2 separate regions of the Arachis hypogaea genome follow, and region 2 is linked to region 1. Evidence: chromatin contacts called from public Hi-C data. All regions are on one chromosome and are shown on one strand. Each heading gives the region's core, a stretch centred on a gene start, on an enhancer-like site or on the middle of the called end of the contact. The rest is flanking DNA. Distances are from core to core; before and after follow the strand shown. Region 1 holds the start of LOC112722435 (protein EARLY FLOWERING 5). Region 2 overlaps LOC112722436 (zinc finger protein BRUTUS-like At1g18910).

Region 1 (6,561 bases), core at 1,644-4,143:
GATAATTTTTTTTGGTATGGATCTTCCAGAACTCACAAGTGTTTCCTCAACTTTGACAAATAGTTTGACTGTGCGATTTTTTAAAAAATTAGTTTTGTAATGAAATAAAATTTGCATTTTGCCATTATTTTACATCAAAAGTTATGATATATCTTACTTAAATACGATGGGAGTTTACTTTATATAAGATTGAAAAAACTTCTAACCAAAATAATCTAATGTTAGCATAATATTATTTTATAGATCTATGAAAATGGAGAGGAATTAGTAGAAATTCCTATTAGATTTTTTGCTACTAAATGTTGTTCCTTTAGCACTTCTCAAATTTTTTTTATTGTGGTGCTCGAGAATAAAATAATTTTCCGATATTTTTTCTCATAAAATAATAAAGATAAAATAAAATATTAACACATGATGTATTTATGCACAAAAAAAGTATATAAGACCAACTAGATTATTATCCAACTTGAACAACTTATTAAAAAAATAGAATTTTGAATTTAAAAAAATAGAATTTTAAATAATTAGGATTAGTGCCACCAAATTAGGATTAGCAAAACATAACCCTCCACTGATTATCATCGCGTAATCGCTTCGTCAACTTGAAGTCCCCTCTCATCACGTAGCTGGTACCTCGTCTTCAACTATCTGTCGCGCTGCCGCTGTACCCTCCGCCGCTACTCCTCTGTACGCTGCGCCAGGCTGACCTGCATCTAACAAAAGAAACATCCCAAGTTTAACAAAAAAAAAACTTTCTAAGATTAACAATAGAAACATTCCAAGTTTTTTAAAAAAAAACATTCGATCGAACAAAAAAATCTCATGTTTAATAAAAGAAACATCCCACAGTTACCTACTCATGGTATCTATTGCAATTGGTAGTGAGAGAGTTCTTTGTCCATCTTTCATGGCGAATGAATTGCGTGGATGGAGGCCGGTCGATGACGTGATTTGGCGCGGCACAATGGGTGCCATCTGGAGATCTCTTCATAGCGTTATGGACATCGTCTTAGCGGCTTTTTGCTGAGGCGGACGAATTATGACATCGGTTTGATGGCGGCGTTGGGCGACGCGATGACGTGAAGGGGGATCAATTGGTTTCCTTCGTTGGCGTCGTGGTAGTTGCGGCGATGAGCGGATGATTGACACTGATTGTGGGGTTGCGCGACAACGTGATTGGAGCGGAAGAGGAAGACGGCAGGGTGAACGACGTGAGTGGGAATGCGAGAAAAACGGAAGAGTGGGATGTGCAGTTGGTTTTTTATTTTTACAGTGAGCAATAGGAAAAAATTAAAGCAGGATTAGATTCATATAATATTGTGGAATGCTTTTTTTTTTGTGTTATTGGATCTTTTGTAATTGGCAGATACTATAGTTGACCTGACAAAATTATTTATGAAAATGTACCTCTATCTTCGTCTGCGCACTCAATTTATGAGCAGAACTGAAAGTGAAATGAACCTAAATCATACCAAGATAATGAAACTTTACTAAAATTTATAGTTACTAATATATAAATTGCATTGATAACAAAAAAATCTCTCAATTTATTCTTAAATTTTAGTGTCGAAGGTAGATTTACGTGTTTTAAAATACTTACTCTTGATGAAATTTACATTCATTATTTTTGTTAAAACAAACTTGAATCGCATTAAATGATTGGATTCACCTTTTCTTTCTAAATAATAGTAACTTGTGATTTACTTGTAGTTTGTTAAATGGTAAAGTCTACGGTATAAATGAAAGTTAATTTTTACACCTATAAATTTGAGTTGGTTGACGAAGAGTTAGACAAGTATCTTAAAAAAGGATAAATTTTGCTCTTATTGTAGAGCTCGTGCACATGATGAAGGAAATGTTCGAATGAATAATAATTTATGTTATTATTAATTAAACTGAGATAATTAAAGACTTCCGTATAAGTTGATTTTTTTTTTTGGATATTATTATATAAAAAATGACCTATTTTTAGTTCTGTACTTCAGTTTAAGCAGGTGTATTTTTAATTTTTTATATTCATTCTAACTAAAAAAATAACTATTAGCCAAACAGAAAATCAAAACACATATATAATGATTAATCATATCAACTAAAAAGTAAACAAAAATAAATTAATATAAAATAATTAATTATCCTTATAGATTATAATTCACTCACAAGGCGAAGGAATAACGAGGTTCATATCATTATATTTTTATTTGAAAAATATTAAAAATAATATGGTACAATAATTAATTCTAACAAACTGCATATTTTAACTGAATGCCTGAATATATTAATGATAGTTTGTTACAGTATGTATTTAAAATATATTATCATATATATATATATATGAGAGAATAAGTAAAAACGTTGCAAAAAAATTAGTTAAGGGGCAGTAAAATACACTCTGAAAATGAAAAATGAAAGAAACACCTAATATGAGTAATGTTATGGTGAGAATTCAAGATTTATTGAAGAGTAAATGTTATTTCTTTTTAAAACTTTTGTCAAACTTCAGGGACAAAAAGTATACTTTACCCTAAAATTTTATCATGTGTAGTATACAGTTTTTTATAATAATCACCAAAATAAAATATATTCAACAGGAAAGATCTCTAGTCACCAAAAAAAAAAAAAACAGGAAAGATCTCTGAACCAGTTTTGTAATGAGAGCAGAAATTGTCCTTTTTAAAACACTTGTCCAATTCTCTATCAACCAACTCAAATCTATAGAGGTAGAAATCAACCTCAATCCCACTTCACCTTGTTAAAAATGTAAAAAAGCCTCAATTCGTTCCATTGTTATTAAATTTGGCTCGATCCCATGGATCGGACTGAAAGCCTGTTACCCTACCGGGTTAGGTTACCAATCAGGGCCCTAGTTGAGCTACGAAGCTCTAGATGATCTGCGTATACAGCATCCTAAATGGAGCCCCATATAAAAGCCCAAGAAGAGGTGGAAAAAGGTGCAATGGGCCGTTCATCAAGAAATATTGCAAAACTTATTTCATTTATTTTTATTTATTTATATTTCTTTTGAAAAAAGGCTGTAATCGAAATCGGTGCATCGGAAACAAACGGAGAGGAACGCAAAGCAGTGTTAGAGAATAGAAAAAAAGAATCCGGAAGAGTGCGAATGCGTGAATGGATCGTAAGCCATAACCTCATATGAACTCGCCGTTTTACTCCCCGTTTGTCGTTTATCGGTTCTCCTCCTCCTCACTAGTTTGATTGAAATTGCAGTAGGAACGAAACGACGAGGTTAATTAACGATAATCAAGGAGCTTATTCTTGAGAGAGGTAGAAAAGAAGGGGGAAAGAGGTTTTGAGCTTTAGAATTGAAAAATAAGAAAAAATGAAGACCACGAAGGGTGGCAAGGTCATGAATCCCACCGATGCTTATCGAAAGGAGCTTCGCAAGAAGGAATTGAAAAGGGTAATTCTTCACTCTTTTCTCATAATTTTCTTTTTCAATATGTACCCTAATTAATTGAAAAACTATAATGCAAGTAGCCGCTGTACAAATTGAAAGGGAAATTATGATGATAGACATAGGGGTTTTTCTTTTTAACCCTAGTAGCTGCTTCAATGAAACCCAGCTTTATCTACTGAGATTTTTGTTATTACGAAGTTCTTGCTTAATTATTTATTTTAATTTAGTTTATAGTTATTTGTTCTTTTGTTTTTTCTTTACAGAATAAGAAGGAAAGGAAGAAGGTGAGGGAAGTGGGAATTCTTAAGAAAGATCCTGAACAGCTGAAGAAACAGATTGAGAACTTGGAAATGATGAGTATGTCAAGTCTTGAGCTTTCCCACACCACTTTCTTTTATTTATTTGTTGTTGTTGTTATTGTTTTATTATTATTGTTATTGTCGTCATCATGAAAGTATTAATTGATCATATGTTTTGCTATAGAATGCATGAATCTCTTATCATGTCCAATAGTGAAAACCAATTTGTAGTGACTTGTAATATCTGCCGAGAATTGAGATTTCTTCAAGAATCATGATCATCTTCTGATAATTAGAACTAGTTAACAGGACAAGATTTACATGAAGTTAAAGAAAATAGAGTTCAGTAAGTTTGTGAGCATAAATTCTTTCAAATTGCCGCCAAATTAGTGGTTATCTTGGGAAGCTTGTTTGATTCTCAATGGAGGAATTATGTTATCTGTCTCAGTGAAGGGCGGGCAAAGAACTATGGATGTTCACTTGTATATAGAGATTTCAATTGCAATATGAAACTTTGACAGTTGTATAGCAGTTTATGCAGGGAATGGATCCTTTCAATTTTTTTTTTTCACTTGAGGGGATATAGTGTGATCTCTCACCATACATTTTATTGGTGGAACCAAGAGAAAACAGGAAGGAGAAAATATTGAAGGATTAGAGATCACATTTTACTCTTTCAATTGGAAAAAAATTTGAGAGGATCCATTCCCGATTATGCATACAATTATGTAAATCAAGTGTGAAACTTTACGTGTCTGAAAACATAAGTACCTCAAAGTCAGTGCATTTGTTTAGGCCTGTGGTGTGCAGTGTGATAATGCTTTGTATGGTTTCGTGAGTTATGCTCAGAAAACTGTGGATCATTTGCATGTACCTCTTCTTTTTGCTTTATCTTTTGACATTTTTATTGTTTGGGGGGGGGGGGGGGGATGTTGGCGTATTAATTCTTTATTGCTCTCGTTTCCTACTCAATTTGACAGCTTCTGCTTTTATTCACTAGATTAATTTCTTGGCATATACTGCTTTAACAAAGTTAGGTGTCGTCTAGAACTTTGACCTATTCAAATTTATTGTATATTGTTGGTGCAGAGGCTGATGGTGCTTTGGATAAGGCAAGAAAGCACAAGAAGAGACAACTACAAGATACACTTAACCTTGTCCTAAAGAAGAGGAGGGTAATAATATACCGTGCTTTTCTTTTTCTTGGACCATTTCACTTTATTGTTAAATATTTCTTTCCTTATTGAAATTCAGTTGTATGCTGCACACAATTATTTCCTTTTTACGAAAAACAAAAATGGAGAACATATAACTGTGATAGTTGATCTCTGGCACTCTGAGGCCAATTTCCAAGTTGATTTTATCTGTTTCTTCATCATGGTTAAAAACACATCTTTACTTTCATGCCCCTCTATGTGAGTTTTAATTGATATTTTCTAGGTCCAAAATAAAAGCTTGTATGTTCAACTATGTTGGTAGTTAAAATCTGTCTTTTTGTTTCTACTAAATCAAAGACTGTAGGGAGTCATTGTTAAATTTAAACATCAGATTGACTTAGTACATTGACCGCACTGTGTTGTGAAAGGCAGAAGTAAAGCTTTATGGAATATTCGTTACCTGAGTATGATGTTGCACCATTAGCAGAAACTGACCTTAGTTAAATTTACACTCAGAAGTCACTCCACACAGTTGTATGCTAATCTTTTCTATAAATAGTTTCTGTAAATTATTACTTTTTATGATGTATTGATCTAAAACCGATTTCTTTCTTAACTAGGAATATGAAGATAAAATGAAGGAGAAGGGTGAGACTCCTGTTATGTTCAGGTGAGGGATTTCTCCATTGCTTAAAAGCAACCTTTTGACCCACTTTTTTCTTTGTTAGTTTATACATTCTAGAATGCCTTTTTGGCAGTCATTTAGGGCCTCCCCGAAGAAGAACAACTGCAGAAGAAGAAGAGAGAGTTAAACACCCAAAGCCTGAGGTAGGATTTAGAGTTGTTTCTGGGTTGCATGTCTTGTTTTGTTTCGCTTATTTATTTATTTTTCTCACCATACAGAACTAAACTAGCATATAGTTAAGAGTTTTGAGTTATTAAGTAATTAATTATTTTTTTTACAGGATTCCGTTTATTACCATCCAACATTAAACCCTACAGGGGCTCCCCCACCTGGGAAACCTCCCATGTTTAAATCGTCTATAGGTATGTTGAGCTTCCTTTCATTTTTGTTAAAATCATGAATATGTGCTGTTAGTTGCCTGATCCGGCTCTTTGTGCTGAGCTCTCAGGTCCCAGAATTCCCTTATCTGGTGCTTCATCGAGTACTGCTGCATCATCATCAGCAGCAGAGTCAGGGGATGATATGTTAACTGTACCTCCACCTCCGCCGCCACCCCCACTGCCTGAAGCTGGCAGTTCAAGTTTGGCCGAGGGCACTGCTTTACCTGCGGCATCTTTGCCTTTGCCTCCACCACCACCCATGCCTCCGAAGCCTGCTACTGCTGGACCTACATCATTACCACCACCTCCTTTGCCACCTCCACCTCCTGGTCCTCCACCTAAAGACCAAGTTGCAAATCACCCGATACCCCCTCCACCTCCACCCCTACCACAGTCTCAGCCACCGCCACCTGGCACTAGTGGAGGTGAAGAGCGAAACCAATCTTCATCTGCAGATGATTTGCCTTCTAAGGAGACTGGTCAGGTAGGCTTATGTTTTTATCTATAATGGCATGAAACTATAATCTAAAACAATATTATAGAAAAGGAACTATAGATTAATGGAAAGCTAAGAAGCATTTATCTGAAATGATTTGGCAGATACAGGGCCTCCTGTATTTCTTAA
Region 2 (6,561 bases), core at 1,792-4,291, 190 kb before region 1:
CTTGTAATTCATCAAGAACTTCTTCAGAAAAGTATTTAGATATAATCTCCAGTGGCTCAACAGTCTCTTTAAGTGCATGCTTTGTTCCCTCTTCTGGCTTAGTTATACTGTACCCATCCCACCATTCACTTAACCACTCGTTGAACATTGTATTTTTAGTAGCCATGGACCATAAGAACATTAAAACATGCTGTTCTTTCTGTGTTAACGATGCCATTAGCCAAGGTATCATATCTTGCAATATCTGTGCTCCTATTCTTCCAAGCATACATCCTATGATCTTCCCTTGCTCTTTATTTGAGAAGAATTCTCTACTTAGAGGCCAAATTTCAGCTTCCTCCCGGTCAATATGGCCTGAAAGTGATTTATGCATTGATTTGCAAATTTGTTGCAGCTTCCTACATAAATGCTGATACCTTACCAAGGATGTAGAAACCGAAATATCTAATACAGACATCTTATGAAGGATGTGGGATATTTTATTGAAGTGTTTAACTTCAACATTGTGATCGAAAGCATAGGCATGGCTAATGTTTTTTAGCCTACCACTTGCCTCCAAAGCTGGGAAAACTATTTCATCCTCTGCATCACTATGGATTTGATAAAGAAAATATATGATGTGGAATCGCTTGTGGAAATCCATAAGCAACTCAGCATTGTCTTCTAACTGAGCTGAGCCAAGAACTAGGTAGTCCAAATCTTTCTTGATAGCCTTGTGAAAGAAAAAAATTATGTCAATTGGTTTTGGATCTTCAAGAAAGGAAACAGAAGAACTATTTGCTGCATGGCATCCCAGCTTCTGATGCAACTTAACAACTGTGGCCGGAAAAAGTATATGCAGATTAATTCCTGTGGAGTATGGTGTCTCGTACTTGTTGGATCCCGAAGGTGAGGGATAGGACAGACACATCTTGCTAGAGACCTTATGAGGCAGGCAGTCAGAATTTAAAGAAAACCCAGGCGCTTTCTTGATTTGCTCAGGTAAGAAAGAGTATTTGCTTTTGAACATATGGTGCAAGTCCTGTCGGAATTTTTCAATAGCAGTTTTACCTGAATAACCAATGCGGAACCACTCTTGTAAGAGCGATGCAAAACCTTTACAGGCAACATGATTTCCTTTCTTTTTGAAATAGAGAATGGACCTGGATTCTTTTTCAGGCAGGTGAACTGAAAACCAAGTTATAGCACCCTTTACTAACCCAAGTGGCATCATATACAGGCTCAAGCTCAGAAGTCCCTCTTGCATCCCATTGCTGCAATTCTTTCTAATGATAGGAAATACCTGATCAAAATAAGGGTGTCAAAATTTCAAACATTTTAAGCATCCCTTTATAGAGGGAGTACAATGTTTTCATAAGAAGAAGTAATCAAAACTAGACTTTTCCTAGACACATCACTAGTTGTATTCTGCCTTTCATTTCTTGTTCGTTCTTCTCTCCTAGTAAGAACCATAATTATGAATAACTTAATTAACGAATGTGTATGCATATGCTGGTAGGTCCGTTTAGTAGAAATACAATAGTTTCAAAACCACAATATGCGTATATGTCCCATCATAATATATGTACTAATATGATGTTCTCTTGTTCCCTTCCTAGATTGGTAAAAGAAACTAAGAACCAAGTAATGACTTTAAAAGGTACAGTGCAGTTGTAACCAAGAGAAAGGTATACCTCATTTTCTTGAAAAGCAAATTGCTTTCTGAGCCTTGATACGAATGAGTCAAGTTTTTGACAAAGGTTCCCTACGAATTCGCACAAAGGCATTCCACTTTCCGATCTATAGAATAACAACTGCTGTAAATCTTCAATGTGACTTACGTCACAAAAGTGTTCCGTAGACTTTGACAACCAGTCACCAGCAAGTTTCTTCAATACTAATCTTTTCTGAGCATTGCTGTGATTGGAAATTCATATTCAACGATCAGACAACTGAACAAGCATTCTAGAAAGAAGCGAAGGATAGTTGTTCATGAACTTTAGCAAGAAAAACTTGGCTAAAACGAATTAGTTAGATAAAATTTGACGAGCACAGAAAAAAATGTCAGAGGCATTACCTGTAGAAGGTGAGGACATCAGCAAAGAATTTCAGTTGGATAAGCAGTGATTCTAAATTCTGAAAGCAGCTGCAGTTTTTTATTAAACAAAGTTCTTTCAGAATTTCTTCCAAATCCTTTATGATGGCATCATGCCAAAGATGAAGAACATTAACCTGGGTGATCCCATCTTTGTCTTTTGAGCCATTCACTTCCATCTGACTTGAAAGTTCTTTGAAGTTCCTATTGCAAGAACCCAACGGAAATGATCTTGCAATATCTAAGGATTGAGCACCACCTTGAACTTCATCCTTAAAAGAGACTTCAGTGAAGCTTTGTTTGTTGCTTCCAATCCAAGAAACCAAAACCTTCGATATGTTATCTGAATTAGAAAAATACACAAAGTTCATAGAAAGAGATAATCAAGAAGTGAACTGGGGCCTACCTCTTGGAGTGTTTTTTCCATTGGTGCAATTTCATTTATACACTGAGTGACTTCTGCTTGTTTCTCTTCGGAAAGGAAGGATACCATCCATGGTAAAAGTTCCTCCAGCAATATTATAGGAACACTACATATGAATTGCCACACAAGCGAAGCCTGTTCTTCGGTAGGTAATTTTTGTATCACCAGTGGAAAAACCTGCATCAATATACAATTTTTTTATAACAAAAATGTCACTATTGAAATTCAATTCCACATTGTACGAAAAATACTCGAACCAGGATACATCTTTTTATTTGAATTAAGTAGGTTTAATTCAACTTCAAAGACTAACATATGAGAGTGAGGGTTGTCTAAGCGCTTATAAAGCCTAAGTTCCATTTAGAGGTGATGTGATACTCTCAACAATATTAAAGAATATGATACCAAAATTATAGATGCTATGTAGCCCATATAGGTCAAGAAAGATGATCAGTTCGTACGATTTGTTGTCTTGTTTTACCCATCATGTGGTTCAGACACTGCTTTGACAGATAATAACTGTATGTACCAACAAACTTAAAAGTAAAGCAATTAATAGTGCTGGCCAAACAACCAATCGTAACTGCTACCCAATTATCATTTTTCTTTGGTCAGATCAATGTCTGCTGAATGCTAGCACACTATAATATTTTCCTTGGATAGATTAATAATATTAATATTTCCTTTTTTTTATGTTTTTGTTTTGAGAGTATTTCCCTGTGATCTGATCCGCTATACGCTTATAGTAGTTATTTGCATGGTAAATGCTATGGTGCCTAAAAAGTGGTGCTTATTTACTCAAAAAGGTTAAAAGTTATTATTTAATTTAAAAAATATAAAAATAAATAATTTTAAAAAAATCAAAACTTACTACAAAAGTAAGTTAGATAAAAACTCATAAGCACCATAGAATTGGCCTATTTTCATATAGTAGGTTGTCAAGCAAATTCAGTACGAAGGACAATAAAAATAATTTTTTGTTGAATTTAAATTTTGAATTTTTTTTAATTAAATTTTGAATATTCTTATTTTTAAGAAATTTTTAAATGTTTTTGTTACGGCTTGGCCCAGATTGAATGTGGGCCGGCCCGACTTGGGCATCACCCGACCAGGATGGTTAGGAATAAGGCGCCCGATCGCCGACTCGGACACGCGTCCCTGACAGCTTCGCTACAGCAGTTAACAAGATGTAAGACTTGGAATGCCGGCTAGCAGACCGGAAACACGACCAGCACACCCCAGAGCAAAGCCACTCTCGTTCTCATTCAAGGAGCCATTCCAGACGCACAGCCAGCCCTCAGGCTGAATCCGAGAGCGCTGGGGAAAGAGGGCGCGCGAGAAGACGCCACGACCCCCTCATCTACGCCAGGCACGAGAGGCGGCGTACGACAGATCGCAACCACGAGGACACTCGTCAGGAGGACGACGAAGGGAGAACAACGAGAATGCGGGGACCCGTGATAATGGGAGCGACCCCATTTCATCGTTCCATCCTCGAAGTCCGGTTGCCAAAACACTTTGACAAGCCAACGGACATGAGGTATGACGGAATGCAAGACCCGCTGGAACACCTCACGGCCTTTGAGGCCAGGATGAACCTGGAGGGAGTGGGAGACGAGGTAAGGTGCCGCGCTTTCCCGGTCACCCTGGTGGGACCTGCAATATGGTGGTTCAATAACCTCCCGCAGGGCTCAGTGACCAGTTTTGCGGACATCAGCCATACCTTCCTAGCCCAATTCACGACAAAAATTGCAAAAGCAAAGCACCCAATCAACCTGCTTGGAGTGACCCAACGGCCCGGAGAGCCGACCAGAAAATACCTAGACCGATTCAACGATGAGTGCCTGGAAATAGACGGGCTGACGAACTCAGTTGCGAGCTTGTGCCTGATAAACGGACTCCTGAACGAGGACTTCAGAAAGCACCTCACCACGAAGCCGGTGTGGACCATATAGGAGATTCAATGTGTAGCCAAGGAGTACATCAACGACGAAGAAGTTAGCCAAGTCGTGGCCGCCAACAAACGGCAGCCCTCTTACAACCAAGACCGGCACCGCGGGAGTAGAGAAGGACAAAAGGAACACGCTAGGGACGGCGGCCCGAGCAAGGCACCCAGACCGTTTCCTTATGTCGGGAAGTTCACCAATTACACTCCCCTCACCGCACCAATCATGGAATTTTATCAACAAATCGCCGAAAAGGGGATCTTGTCGAAGCCCCAACCACTAAAGGAACGAACAGGGGAAAACCGAAGCCTCTACTGTGACTATCACAAGGGCTATGGACACAAGACACAGGATTGTTTCGACCTGAAGGACGCATTAGAACAAGCGATCAGGGATGGAAAGCTAGCTGAATTCTCCCACCTCATTAGAGAACCGAGACGACGGAATCGCGACCACGACAGCGAAGACAGGACACGGGCAGCAAAGCGACGCCAAGAACCGGAGGACGACGACCGAGGCCTCACGATAGTGAACGTGGTAACAGCTAGGAATGCGGCGCCTAGGTCAAGGTCGGCACACAGGAAAGACGCCGAAGTTCTGGCGGTCTCCTCGTCCTCAGCACGAAGCACGAGGAAGCACCCATCCATTTCATTCGGCCCGGAGGATCAATGGTTCGACGAAGTCGGAGAAAGCCCTCCCATGGTCATAACGGCCAGAGTAGGAACCGGTCTCGTCAAGCGAATCCTTGTAGATACGGGGACCGACTTGAACATCATGTTCCGCAATGTGTTCGACGCTTTAGGCCTAAGGGACGCCGACCTACAGACTCACTAGCACGGCGTCGTAGGGCTCGGCGACCATTTCATCAAGTCGGATGGCATAATCACCCTGCCGACCTCATTGGGACAAGGCCAGGGGAGAAGAACAATAATGGCGGAGTTCGTGATCCTACGAGACTCCACCGCCTACAACATCATCCTGAGGAGAAAGACCATCAACGACCTATGAGGAGTCATCAGCACAAGGATGTTGGTAATGAAGTTCATAACTGAAGAGGGGTCAGTAGGATCTATGAGGGGAGACCTGGAAATGGCAGTCGCTTGCGACAACGCCAGTCTCTCGTTAAGAAAGAAATCTAGGGAAGCATCGGGGGTATTTCTCGCCGACTTGGATGCCAGAATTGACGACAAGCCCAGGCTCGAACCAGAATGGGACCTGGAAAAGTTTAGGGTCGGGAACACGGAGGACAAGATGACGTTCGTGAATAGGAATCTCCCCCATGAATTAAAAGAGCCCCTGATGGAAATGATCAGAGCTAATGGCGATTTGTTTGCCTGGACACCCGCTGATATACCGGGGATAGACTCTGGACTCATGTCACACCGCCTAGCCATCAGGCCGGAAGCCAAACCAGTGGCTCAAAGGAGAAGAAAAATGTCTCAGGAAAGGGAAGAGGAAGTGGCCAGACAAACGGCCAGCCTCCTTGAAGTAGGGTTTATCCGGGAACTAGACTATTCTACCTGGTTGTCAAATGTGGTCCTGGTAAAAAAGCACAACGGGAGATGGAGGATGTGTGTAGACTACTCTGATCTCAACAAGGCATGTCCCAAGGACTGCTACCCCCTCCCCAACATTGATGCACTCGTTGACGCGGCCGTGGGGTACCGGTATCTAAGCTTCATGGACACCTACTCCGGCTACAACCAGATACCGATGCACCGGCCAAATGAGGATAAAACAGCGTTCATAACGCCAGGAGGGACCTACTACTACAAGGTGATGCCTTTTGGCCTGAAAAACGCGGGGGCGACATACCAGAGGCTGATGAACAAAATATTCAGTGATCTTATTGGCAAAACGGTGGAAGTCTACGTGGACGATATCCTCGCAAAGACCGCCCGACCCGATGACATCCTAAGCGACCTGGAGAATGTGTTCACATCCCTCCGACAACACGGCATGAGGCTCAACCCGCTTAAGTGCGCCTTTGCCATGGAGGCCGAAAAGTTCCTGGGGTTCATGATGACCCAAAGGGGAGTGGAAGCCAACCTCGAAAAGTGCCAAGCGATACTCCAGATGAGGAGTCTGGTTTGCATCAAAGACGTTTAGCGGCTGGC

What was found. A called contact is a pair of places that touch in the nucleus more often than the background predicts.
Region 2: a contact with region 1 is called in a Hi-C map of leaf, with 5 times the contacts expected there. The contact joins the enhancer-like site here to the promoter of LOC112722435 in region 1. A contact is called at or near these places in 5 of 8 Hi-C or Micro-C datasets (leaf and an unstated tissue).

What each region holds. Positions count from the first base shown.
Region 1 is chr11:118,367,727-118,374,287 of arahy.Tifrunner.gnm2.J5K5, reverse strand. It overlaps LOC112722435 (protein EARLY FLOWERING 5), which reads left to right and starts at 2,893. Exons shown (of 10, transcript XM_025773448.3): 1 at 2,893-3,133; 2 at 3,226-3,418; 3 at 3,679-3,772; 4 at 4,804-4,889; 5 at 5,492-5,541; 6 at 5,630-5,699; 7 at 5,837-5,918; 8 at 6,005-6,420. The coding sequence starts at 3,338.
Region 2 is chr11:118,559,436-118,565,996 of arahy.Tifrunner.gnm2.J5K5, reverse strand. It overlaps LOC112722436 (zinc finger protein BRUTUS-like At1g18910), which reads right to left. Exons shown (of 12, transcript XM_025773449.3): 3 at 2,481-2,675; 4 at 2,057-2,403; 5 at 1,674-1,896; 6 at 1-1,282. Among protein-coding and RNA genes, the nearest start is that of LOC112724023, 11 kb to the left of the region's middle. Within about 2 kb of position 3,041, at least 1 of the 3 cell types and tissues checked has open chromatin away from gene starts, as enhancers often do.